Linked DNA regions of Mus musculus: region 2 is linked to region 1. A link is a contact called in public Hi-C data. All regions are on one chromosome and are shown on one strand. The core of a region is the stretch at or near the end of the contact, and the rest is flanking DNA. Distances in the headings are between cores, read along the strand shown. Region 1 has its middle 37 kb from the start of Mir6899. Region 2 has its middle 60 kb from the start of Gm35803.

What was found. A called contact is a pair of places that touch in the nucleus more often than the background predicts.
Region 2: a contact with region 1 is called in a Hi-C map of pancreatic cancer cells. The contact joins two enhancer-like sites. A contact is called at or near these places in 1 of 484 Hi-C or Micro-C datasets (pancreatic cancer cells) and 1 of 115 datasets of contacts at active chromatin or transcription factors (embryonic stem cells).

The regions. Positions count from the first base shown.
Region 1 is chr1:64,002,846-64,007,788 of GRCm38.p6, reverse strand. No RefSeq gene overlaps it. Among named protein-coding and RNA genes, the nearest start is that of Mir6899, 37 kb to the left of the region's middle. Within about 2 kb of position 2,383, at least 29 of the 459 cell types and tissues checked have an H3K27ac peak or open chromatin away from gene starts, as enhancers often do. A contact at or near this core is called in pancreatic cancer cells, where this site is marked.
Region 2 is chr1:64,336,500-64,341,477 of GRCm38.p6, reverse strand. No RefSeq gene overlaps it. Among named protein-coding and RNA genes, the nearest start is that of Gm35803, 60 kb to the right of the region's middle. Within about 2 kb of position 3,072, at least 50 of the 459 cell types and tissues checked have an H3K27ac peak or open chromatin away from gene starts, as enhancers often do. A contact at or near this core is called in pancreatic cancer cells, where this site is marked.

The sequences.
Region 1 (4,943 bases), core at 1,134-3,633:
GAATAGAATGTAAGTTTGAGGCTGCATGTATGCTTGATCGTTTCTTCCAATCTTACTGGGTCCAACTGAAGGGTGCCACCTCACCTGGAGAAATGATTAAAGTGCAAAGGTGACCCTGGTTTTGGGGAATCCCAGGCTTAGTGGTCATCTTGCCCCCCTTTCCATCCTGATCCCTCAAGGATTCCTGTCAGGAGTCCTGGCTTTTAGCTGGAATCATAGATGCCTCTTTGGCTTTAGAGTCAACAGTAATGCTTTTGGGGATGAACAAGTCCCCTCCATGGGGAAACAGTTAATGTTGATATCAAGGAGAGCTGCTGACATTTAATGTGCTTCTGTTATCTTTCAGGGTCTGTACTAGGGCCAAAATGTAGATCTTCCTTCCCCACCATGGTGGTCCAGAGGTCTGCGAATTTACAACTCAAGAGAAGCAGCTTGCCTCCCAGTCCAGGACCCTTTTAAGTCCTATCTCAATGGGGGAAAAGGGTGCATCTTTCTCTGGCTTTCATTTGATTATCACACCTATTTCAAGTACCACCTGGGTCCTAAGCAGATGGCACCACGTACAGTCTTAAGACTTGCTGGGCAGAAGTAGGTAGAACTGGAGACATGAAATTTTAAAATGAACAGAAGTTTCAAAACAGAATGAGAACTACAGGCTGATAGGATATCTTGCAAGTAGATTGCCCAAATGGCAGAACTGGTCCTTGTGGGGACAAACTTTTGCCACCTCCGCCTGGAACCTTTCCTTTCTTTCTACATCTTGACCCTTTATGGAGTCAAAGCACTTATGCTTTCATTCAATGATGTCTCCTCTGAGAAGGGACCCTCTGCTGAGGAGATGTGTTCCTAGCCACATCTTTTAAACTGTTCAAATGCTCCTCCAGGGTCATCCCATAGACACCCACCCTTCAGACCCACATGAGAGAAGCATTTTCAGCTTTCTGGTTCAGTAACCTTTGGAAGGTCACTCGAAGGCTTCTATTCACATTGCTTCCCTGTGTTTCCATGACATCAGGTACACTCTGACTTCTACTCTTATCCTGGCCTCAGCACCACCAACATTCTCACAGTATTCTGTTCCTCCTGACCTTGCCATGGGATGGGAGATGTTGAATTCCTGGTCTCTTGCTGCCTGCCATGTTGGTCTTCTCTCACAGCTCCACTGCTCTTTTGGATCTATTCCTCTTCCTGCTCTCCAGATGTTGTGATCTGTAGCTTTTCCCACTGGCCGGATCTACTGTCAGTTCCATCTACTCCCACCACTTTCTCACTTGGGCTACAAATGACACCTCTGTCTGTCCACCTCATCCCCAGTCTGGACGAGTTTTTCCTACTTCCTCTGTTCTTTCTTCTTTAAAACTACACCTTCTACCTTACAAAGATTAAATTAATCACTTTTCCCAACCCCAAAACCCAAGCCATTATTTTCTTCCTTAAATTCCCAAATCTTTTTCCCTTCTCAATCTTGAAGCAACTCCAGGTCTTTTCTGATGTTCAGGGTTTAGGGAAGAGCAGGTTCGGCACTGGATCCCATTCGGGGCCCAGATCATGACCAGGTCATGAAGATCCTTCCATTTTTAATCCATGACATCCAAAGAAGCCTCAGGTGTTGACATCCCAAGGGCAAGAGGAAACAGTGCACTGAGAATCCTGACTGGAGATGTACACAGGCCAGGTTGGACAGTGACACACAGCATTGTGTCTACATTTCTTTGGTTATATTTAGTCATCCAGCATACCAGCAAGGAGCAGTCTAATGTTACCTGTCTGGGGGCCCAGAAGGGTCTTAATGAGTGGTTGTTGTTCTCCAAGTTTCCCTGCAATCTACATTCAAAGCCACGAGGGGAGGTTCCTCTCTTTTGAGTCCCCGCCCCCTTTTCAGTTAATCACCAGCTTCTTTGATCTCTGTAGTACCACCTCTCACATCCAGCCTCACGTTCCATCCCTTAAACCATCATCTCTCATCATGAGCTCTAACTTGACCACTGTGATGATTTTTAAACTCAGCCCTTTCTCCTTTTAATCATTGGAATATTTACCAAACAAATACTTCTCAAGCAACATATTCTAGGCACCAAGTTAAGTAGTGAGGGGTGGAGGGACATGAGGGAACAGAATTATAATCCCACCTGAAAGATACAAATGTACACACATTGTTGCCTGTGACAGGGTACAGAACATAGGTGGGAAGGATGTCATAGTTTCTGACCATTCCCATAAGCAGGATACATACCTATGCTACTCACTGCTCTTCCCTGCCCCTCACTGCCTGTGGTATTTGCCAGCTCACAATTTAATTCCATCAAAGTCTCTGCCTCCATGTTTGATCATCACGCTTGTATAAGTCCATGCTTGCTGGGTTGGTGTCTTTTCCCACCAAACTGGGTGTTCCCCAAGTGCCAGGATTGTGACTCACCTGCCAGCATAGTCACCATAGACTGCAGAACAGTGTTGACACATGGCAGGAAGGGAGCTAGACTGGGCAGGGTGGGGGGTGGGGGGTGGGGGTGGGGGTGTCAGATTAGCTTTCTAAAAGAAATTATGTTTGGTTGGACAGGCAAATCTCAGAGGCTTTAACCGGGTTTGTGGTAGGATGGAGGAGATTTGTAGGGCTAAGTTCAGGTTCAAGGGTAGGAAGGGAGTATGGTGAGATTCAAGCTTGAGGAGGAAGATAGTTGCGACTGGGAATGGTATTTTGTGACCTGTGTGTGTTTGTATATGCATGTGAATGTAGTTGTGTGTGTGTGTGTGTGTGTGTGTGTCTGTGTGTGTGTGTGCGTGCACATACACATTTCCTCTAACACTGATGAGAAGCCATAGAAAGACCCAGTTAAAGTTCTAGATCTGTGCTGCTCCCTCTTGAAACAACTGGGCAAGAACAGGATGAGGCTGGACAGCCTAGGAGAACACCAACAGCCCATTCTGTGAGCCAAACACTTGGAAGCAACAACATTCCACGTTGCTTTGTCTAAGGTGCTAACTCTGATGATGTCCCTCCAGAGAAAAGCCTGGAAAGGGGGTGCAGTGTGAGAATCTGAGTGAGTTCTACACCTTTATATTTCTATTTTGGCTGCCTTTCCCAATGAAACCATGCCTTCTTTTAGGGGCTTTCCACGATTGGCTCTTACTCCAAACCACTGCAAAGTATCAGAGTTAGATAAATCCATTTGGCACAGGTGCGTGGTCCTCCGCTGCTGTAACTTTTATATTCCTTCCAATGTTCCTTCAACTTCTTGAATTGACAGACGTGACCTATGTATGCTATTAAAATATGCTTATAGGAACATAATCTGAGCACACTAATTCACACTAGGCTCTTTGTCACTGATGATGGGAGCTGTCCTTATATGCTAGTATCTTAAGAGGGGAAAGGGGAATTAGTCTAGTCTTTATGAAAGCATGCTGCCTTGGGCTACTCCACAACACAGATGTAACTCCTGGCTTTTGTTCAGTTTGATAAGTCCTTGTTGATGGACTCTGGCTCTCTTGGAGAGAGCATTAAGTGAAAGGAGTTACTGTCACTCTACAGTGAGTGCCCTTCTGGAGGCCCTCAAGTCAGATTCCACCTTCCTGTAGGTCAGGGTGTCCCTCTTGCTTAGGGACTTTTCATGTGCCCACCATTAGGTATTCTAGCCGATCTGAAATGGCTTAAGGGAGCACGTGGCCCTTTGTCTGGGTCTTTGATTGACAGGCTCACCGAGCAAGGCAGTAAGGGACTTTGTTTTAGTCCCGGGTGAGGCTGGAGGGCTGCTCAATTCTGAAGTGGAAATTTCTCGTTACCCCTCAGCCTTTCTTTTGCCATTTCCCACCTCCTAACTCTAGACCTCCAAGGCCAGCCTTGCAAGATGGAGGCAGAAGAGAGCTGCAGAGGACCCAGTGGGGTTTTATTGCTTAAGTGCTTGTGCTGTGAGAGGGAGTGGGGAATCGTGTTTGGAGGAAGCAGAGTAATTGACACCTGGACAGCCAGTTATTCACAAACTCTAGGAAGCAAAAATGAAAAAAGCCCTTTTGTATCAAGCCTGTGTCTCCCCTGTCAGGGCAGAATATGCCCGTGATAATTGCAGCTGAGGTGAGGCTCTGAGTGTTAGGACTTCGCTTACCACCCCAACCCCCATTTCCTTTGTCTTTCAGACCATGCCTCAGAGCCTTCTGTTTCCTTCATTTGCTAGTCTTCTTTTTTCGTTTTTTAGTAATAATTAAAGTCTCAGGCACTTCTGTTTCATTGGACTTCTCTTTGAATGGCTTCCCTTTTTCATTTTAGGTGGTGATAATGTTTACATGCAAGGCCCCCCCTCCCCCCACACAACCCTTTTAAAGAAAACCACAATCCCTAATAGTTCTCAGTCCTGCAGCACCGAATCAGGACCATGTTTGCTGACTCTAGGTGTAAAAAGATGTGACTACACAGAGCTAGCAGAGGAGGAAGCTCACCAGTTTGTATAAGACCCACCCAACCCCCTTTACAGAGCAGTGCCTATCAGACACAGGTGAACTAAATTTAATTGGGAAGGTCTCGTTTAAAACTACATCTCATGTGTTTGTGTGTATACACAAAAGCAATTATTTGTGTGTGTGTGTGTGTGTGTGTGTGTGTGTGTGTGTGTGTGTGTACTCAACATAAAATACAATACAAAGAACAATGAAAAGCAAGGCCCGTCAGTGCTGCTTAGAAAGAAATAGTAACGGGCCAGGCTGTGATGGTTCTAGGTTCCCTCTCATTGCCAGCATCTATGAATAGGATTGACAGCAAAGAGCAATTAGAAGGAAGTAGAATTTTTTCCTTTTAAACTCAAAGAATTTCATCAACCATAAACTGAGTAGGCTGTCCCTGGGGCAATCAATAGTTGACCATTCTTTCTCTGAGCACACACTTAGAATGAAGGCTACTCCCACACTCCCAACAAGTAGGGAGCTTACACCTGTCCCCAGAGGCCCAGGCGGCA
Region 2 (4,978 bases), core at 1,823-4,322, 330 kb before region 1:
GTGCTCTTTCTTTCTACCCCGTCTGCTTTCCAGGAGATGAGTGCTTACACATTTTGAGTTCATTCCTTACTTGTTCTATCTTTTCAAAAAATCAATTTTTATCACATTACATATCCAGGCATGTCTGAACATTACTATTCATAGTTTTGTGTGCTTTGTAATTCATCAAAATAGTGTAAGTTTTGAAGGTAGTATTGAGATTGCCACTGTGTGTGTGTGTGTGTGTATGTGTGCTTGTGGGTTTGTATGTATGTGTGCTTATGTGTGTGTGTGTCTGTGCTTATGTGTATATACATCCATCATTTGGAAGCCAGAGAACAGTCTTGGGTCTCACTCCTCATGTGTTGTCATCATCGTTATCTTCATAGTCTTCCTCTTCCTCCTCCTTTTTGTCTTTTTTGAAACAGGATTTCTCAGTGACCTAGCACTTTCTAAGTGGGCTAACCAGTTCATCAGCAAGTTTTGGGGATTTGCTTGTCTTTCTCTCCCCAACACTGGGATTGCAAACACATACCACCTTGACTTTTTAAAAGGCAGGCTCTTGAGATCAAACTCAGGACCTCAGGCTTTTTAAGGCAAGCATTTTATCAACTGGCCTCTCTGCCCGGCCCAAATGCCATTTAAAGAATTATTACATTTATTTGTGTGTGTGAGAGAGTATGTATGCACCACTGTGCTATGGTAAGTGTGTGGAGATTAAAAAAAAACTTGAGGAACTTGGTTCTCTCTTTCTACTATGTAGGTCCCAGGGATTGAACTCAGATTGCCAGGGTTGACAGCAAGTGTCTTTGTCTACTGAACCATCTCAATGGCCCACTGTGATTAAAATTAAATAAATGTATAAATCTAAGTACCAAGAGAATGAACACACACACACGCACACACACTTTGATTTCTGAAATAGTCATAATGTATTGGGGCTGATAATTTTATCTATTATAAATTCCCTACTAGGATTGCTTATGACAATGCTAACAGAGCTGGAGAAGGGATACTTGCTTCAGGGGAGTCTTATGCTGCTATTCTATGGGCAGCAAAGGAAGAACTTTTGAGTTATTTGGGTGTTGAAAACTACTCTGATTGGTAGTTGTTAGTGACGTTTGTCAAGGAGGGCTTGGGGTCAAGTGCGGAGACAGTGGGGGAGGGCACCCTATCAATGAGGCTAGAAGGCGGTTCTTGTGTGTGTGATTGTGTGTGTGAGTATGTGTGTGTACATATGAACTTGTGTGTAGAGGTGTGATAGTGCAATGGGTGCAGCACCTCCAGTGAAGAGGAAAAAGCATTAGAATAAAGTATTTTTGAGTCACGTATTTAATTTCTCTAATACTCTTCAGAAAATTTGGGCTTTTTAAAATTAATTTTATGTATTTATTTACTGTGTAAATGGCATGTATACATGAAGTGTATGTACACATGTGTGTGCATTCTTATATGTGAATGTGGGTACCCATGTGCCAAGGTATGCAAGCATGTAGAGGTCAGAGACCAACCTTAGTGCATCAGTCTTTGTTTTCTACGTTGCTTGGGACAGCATCTTTCTTGTTTGTCTGCTGTGTATGCCAGGCTAGTGGCTGGTGAGTTTCTGGCTCTGCCTTCCATCTCCCCTAATGTAGCACTGGGATAAAAATACTGATGCTCTGAACATTGCATGGGTCCCAGGGATCCACAGTCAGGTCCCCACATTTCCATGGCCGGTGCTTCCACACAGGCCATCTCTCTCAAGCCTCAGAAGACTTTGTGTTTCAGATTAGCTTTGGACTTACAGGATAATGAGAAGATGGTTCCCTGTCTCTAGTCTCCAGTTACTGATTTCTCTGTCGTTAACACTTTACCATTAGTGTGGCACATTTGTTAACATTACTGGAGCAATGCTGTGTATTATTAACATCCAGTAATTCAGACTTCCGTAGTTTCTATTTCAGACCTTCTTTGTATTCTAGGCTCTTCTCCTGGGGACTTGTGTATCTCTGTTACAGTTGTTCTCAATAGGTCTGGTTTCTGCTTGGCTGGGGCAGTTACTCAGGCTTTCCTTATTGTTTGTGACCTTGCCAATTTTAAGGGCACTAGTGAGATACTTTGTAGGATAATCTTTCATGGAAATTCAATGTTTTCCTTATGATTAACCTGGAGGCTGTATGATTGGAGGAAGAACATGACAGGAAGTATCATTTTTCAGCATATCATCATCAATGGTATAGATCAAGGAATTGCCCTTTAAAGACATTTGTTTCTTAGATATTTATTTACTTATTTATTGGTCTGAAATGTAATTATGCCACAACTGAATTTGAGAGATGAAAGGCAACAAGGTTTATTCTAATCACAATGCACATAAAGGAAGTATTAGAAATGCTATTTTATTGTTGCTTTTGATGAAAACTGTCTAAAGGGCTTGCTGAACATCCCCCTACATTTCCTGGCCCAGCCCTCTCCTTTGGGCTTCTATTAGAATTTGAAGCCCATTCTTTACATACAGATTTAATTCCCATAATAAATATGTGATTCCTATAATAAACAATACATTTTTGTTCTCATTTTTCAAGAAGTAAATGGTCATAAGTTTAAATAACGTGCCTAAGATTACTCAACCAGCAAACATTGCGGTTAGAGCTTCCCACATGCCTGCTAGGATTGTCATGATAAAACCCACAAAAGAAAATGGCCTAATCCGCCCAGAGTCATTCTCTCTGAAGTCTGAAGACCGGAAGTCTCAGATCAAAGAGGTCAACCGAGTTGTTCTTCCTCTGAACGGCCTGAGAAGGGCTCTGCTGAAGGCCTTGCTCTTGGAGTGACAATTTCTTGGCCCTGGGTGCGGGACTCCATGCTCACAGGGAGTCCTGCGCATACTCGCCTCTCTTCCCTGTTCCTCATTTTAATGCTTAGGGCTTTCAGAAACACCCCCTCGGAGTTTCTCCTTAGCATTTCGCTGGGTTCTCTCAGAGGTCTAGCCCAAGATGCGAGCATCCCCAATTTCAGGCTCTCAAGTCCATGTCTTCTCTGCACCTTGCATTCTGCAAAGATTCAATCGCTCTGAATTGCTCCGCTGACTGACTTCCTTTAAAACGGCAGAGCCATTAACTCCGGTAAATTTGTTCTACTTGGGAAGGGCGGGCTGCAATCATCAGGAGTAAAAGCCGCGCGGCTTATTGGTCTGAAAAGGTGTTTAGCAGCTACAAACAAACCCTGGAATAATGGGATCAGCAGTCCTTAGGTCTCCAGATGTAAAGGGGACATTTTATTCAGCATCCATTCATTTAATCAACCAGCCATGACTGGGTGGTCTATCTAGTTCTGAAACTGAGGCTGCTGTCCTTCCTCTTAAGGCTTCCTTTAATAATTATTCTGTTATTGACACATCACTGACCCGGGCATGACTAATGGTTTAGTATTACCGAGAGACGCGGCTAAAGGCCACCTGGGAGGGGCTGTGGAGTGGAGCTACGCTGACATTTCCACTGTACAATGGTAAAGCAAATGGAAATTTTAAGGGGGCAGACCCCACTCCATCTTCACTGTAGACTCGAGTGCCATTACAATGCTGTGTAATCAAATTTCCTCCTTTTCTGAAATCTTCGTTCTGCTTATTAATTAAGTGAAATGACACAACAGGGCGAGCAAGCGAGGTCTGTGGCCCACTTAGGTGCATTGTTAGAGTAGCCGCACAGGCTTGATTACAGTCACCGCGCACAGGAGCAGGTAACTTATTGGGTAATAACACAGACCCAGGAGTGTCTTTGTGAAAGTCGAAAGAGAATGTTCAGATAAAAGAGGGAAAAAATGTTTTTTAATGAAATTTAGAAAATGGGGTCAGAGTATAATTTATGGACGATGTCTTGCCCTCCAGTATCTGTAAAGCAGCTACAACGGGGAGAGACCGCAGCTCTAGGGCTTTCTTCATTAACTAGCATGCTCCTTTCCCGTCCATCCTTCACCTTCCTCATGATTGCCTGTCTTTCTAGGCAAGGTCTCTTATCGTTTCTTGAGATACCTTTGTTTTTGCAAATGCAGGAGAACTTGCTTGTATAGAACACCAGTTAAGTCTTTTTCATTATTGTCTGTTTTCTTCTCTGTGAGATGGGAAGGTATGTTCTTGTTTTAGCCTTTTGGTTAGTGTGTTACTATTTTTTTTCTATTGCTGTGATAAAATACTATGAACAAGGCAACTAGAGAAGGAAGGGCTTGCTTGCGGTTTATGCTTGCAGAATTGGGAGGTGGAGGTGGAGCTGTTAGCTTCACGGCAGGGAGTATAGCAGCATGGAAGCAAGCAGGACACTGGAGCAGCAGCTGAGAGCCCACATCCCAGTCCACAAAATCATTTGAAACCTCAAAGCCCGCCTCCGTGACACACCTCCTCCAACAAGACCACACCTCCTGATTCTTTCTAAACCTTTCAGCCAATTGAGAACCTAGTATTCACACATGTGAGGCTATGGGGCCATCCTTATTCAAACAGCCACAGTTAGACTATAATAAACGGATATACATGTATTTTTTTTGCCTTCCTCTCCCCTCATCTTGCCTTTCTCCCCTTATTGTGGGTCCCCTTACTCCCTGAAGAATAGTCCTCTCTTCTGCTTTTATCTCACATATATTCTATTACTTGTCTAGAATTTACTTGTTCCAACATATATGTACACATATATACATATATATACACATATATACATATATATACATATATACATATATATACACATATATACATATACACACACACACATATATATATACATATATACTGCATATGAGAGAGAACATGGTGTTTGTCTTTCTGAGTCTGACATATACATGAAGCTATACCTACATACATCACTTTCCTGTGAATGTTATAATTTCACTCCTTTGTTTCAGCTATATAAAACCCTTCATTCTTTTTTTCTTTTTTTTTTTAATATTTTTTATTACGTATTTTCCTCAGTTACATTTCCAATGCTATCCCAAAAGTTCCCCATACCCTCCCCACCACTCCCCTACCCAC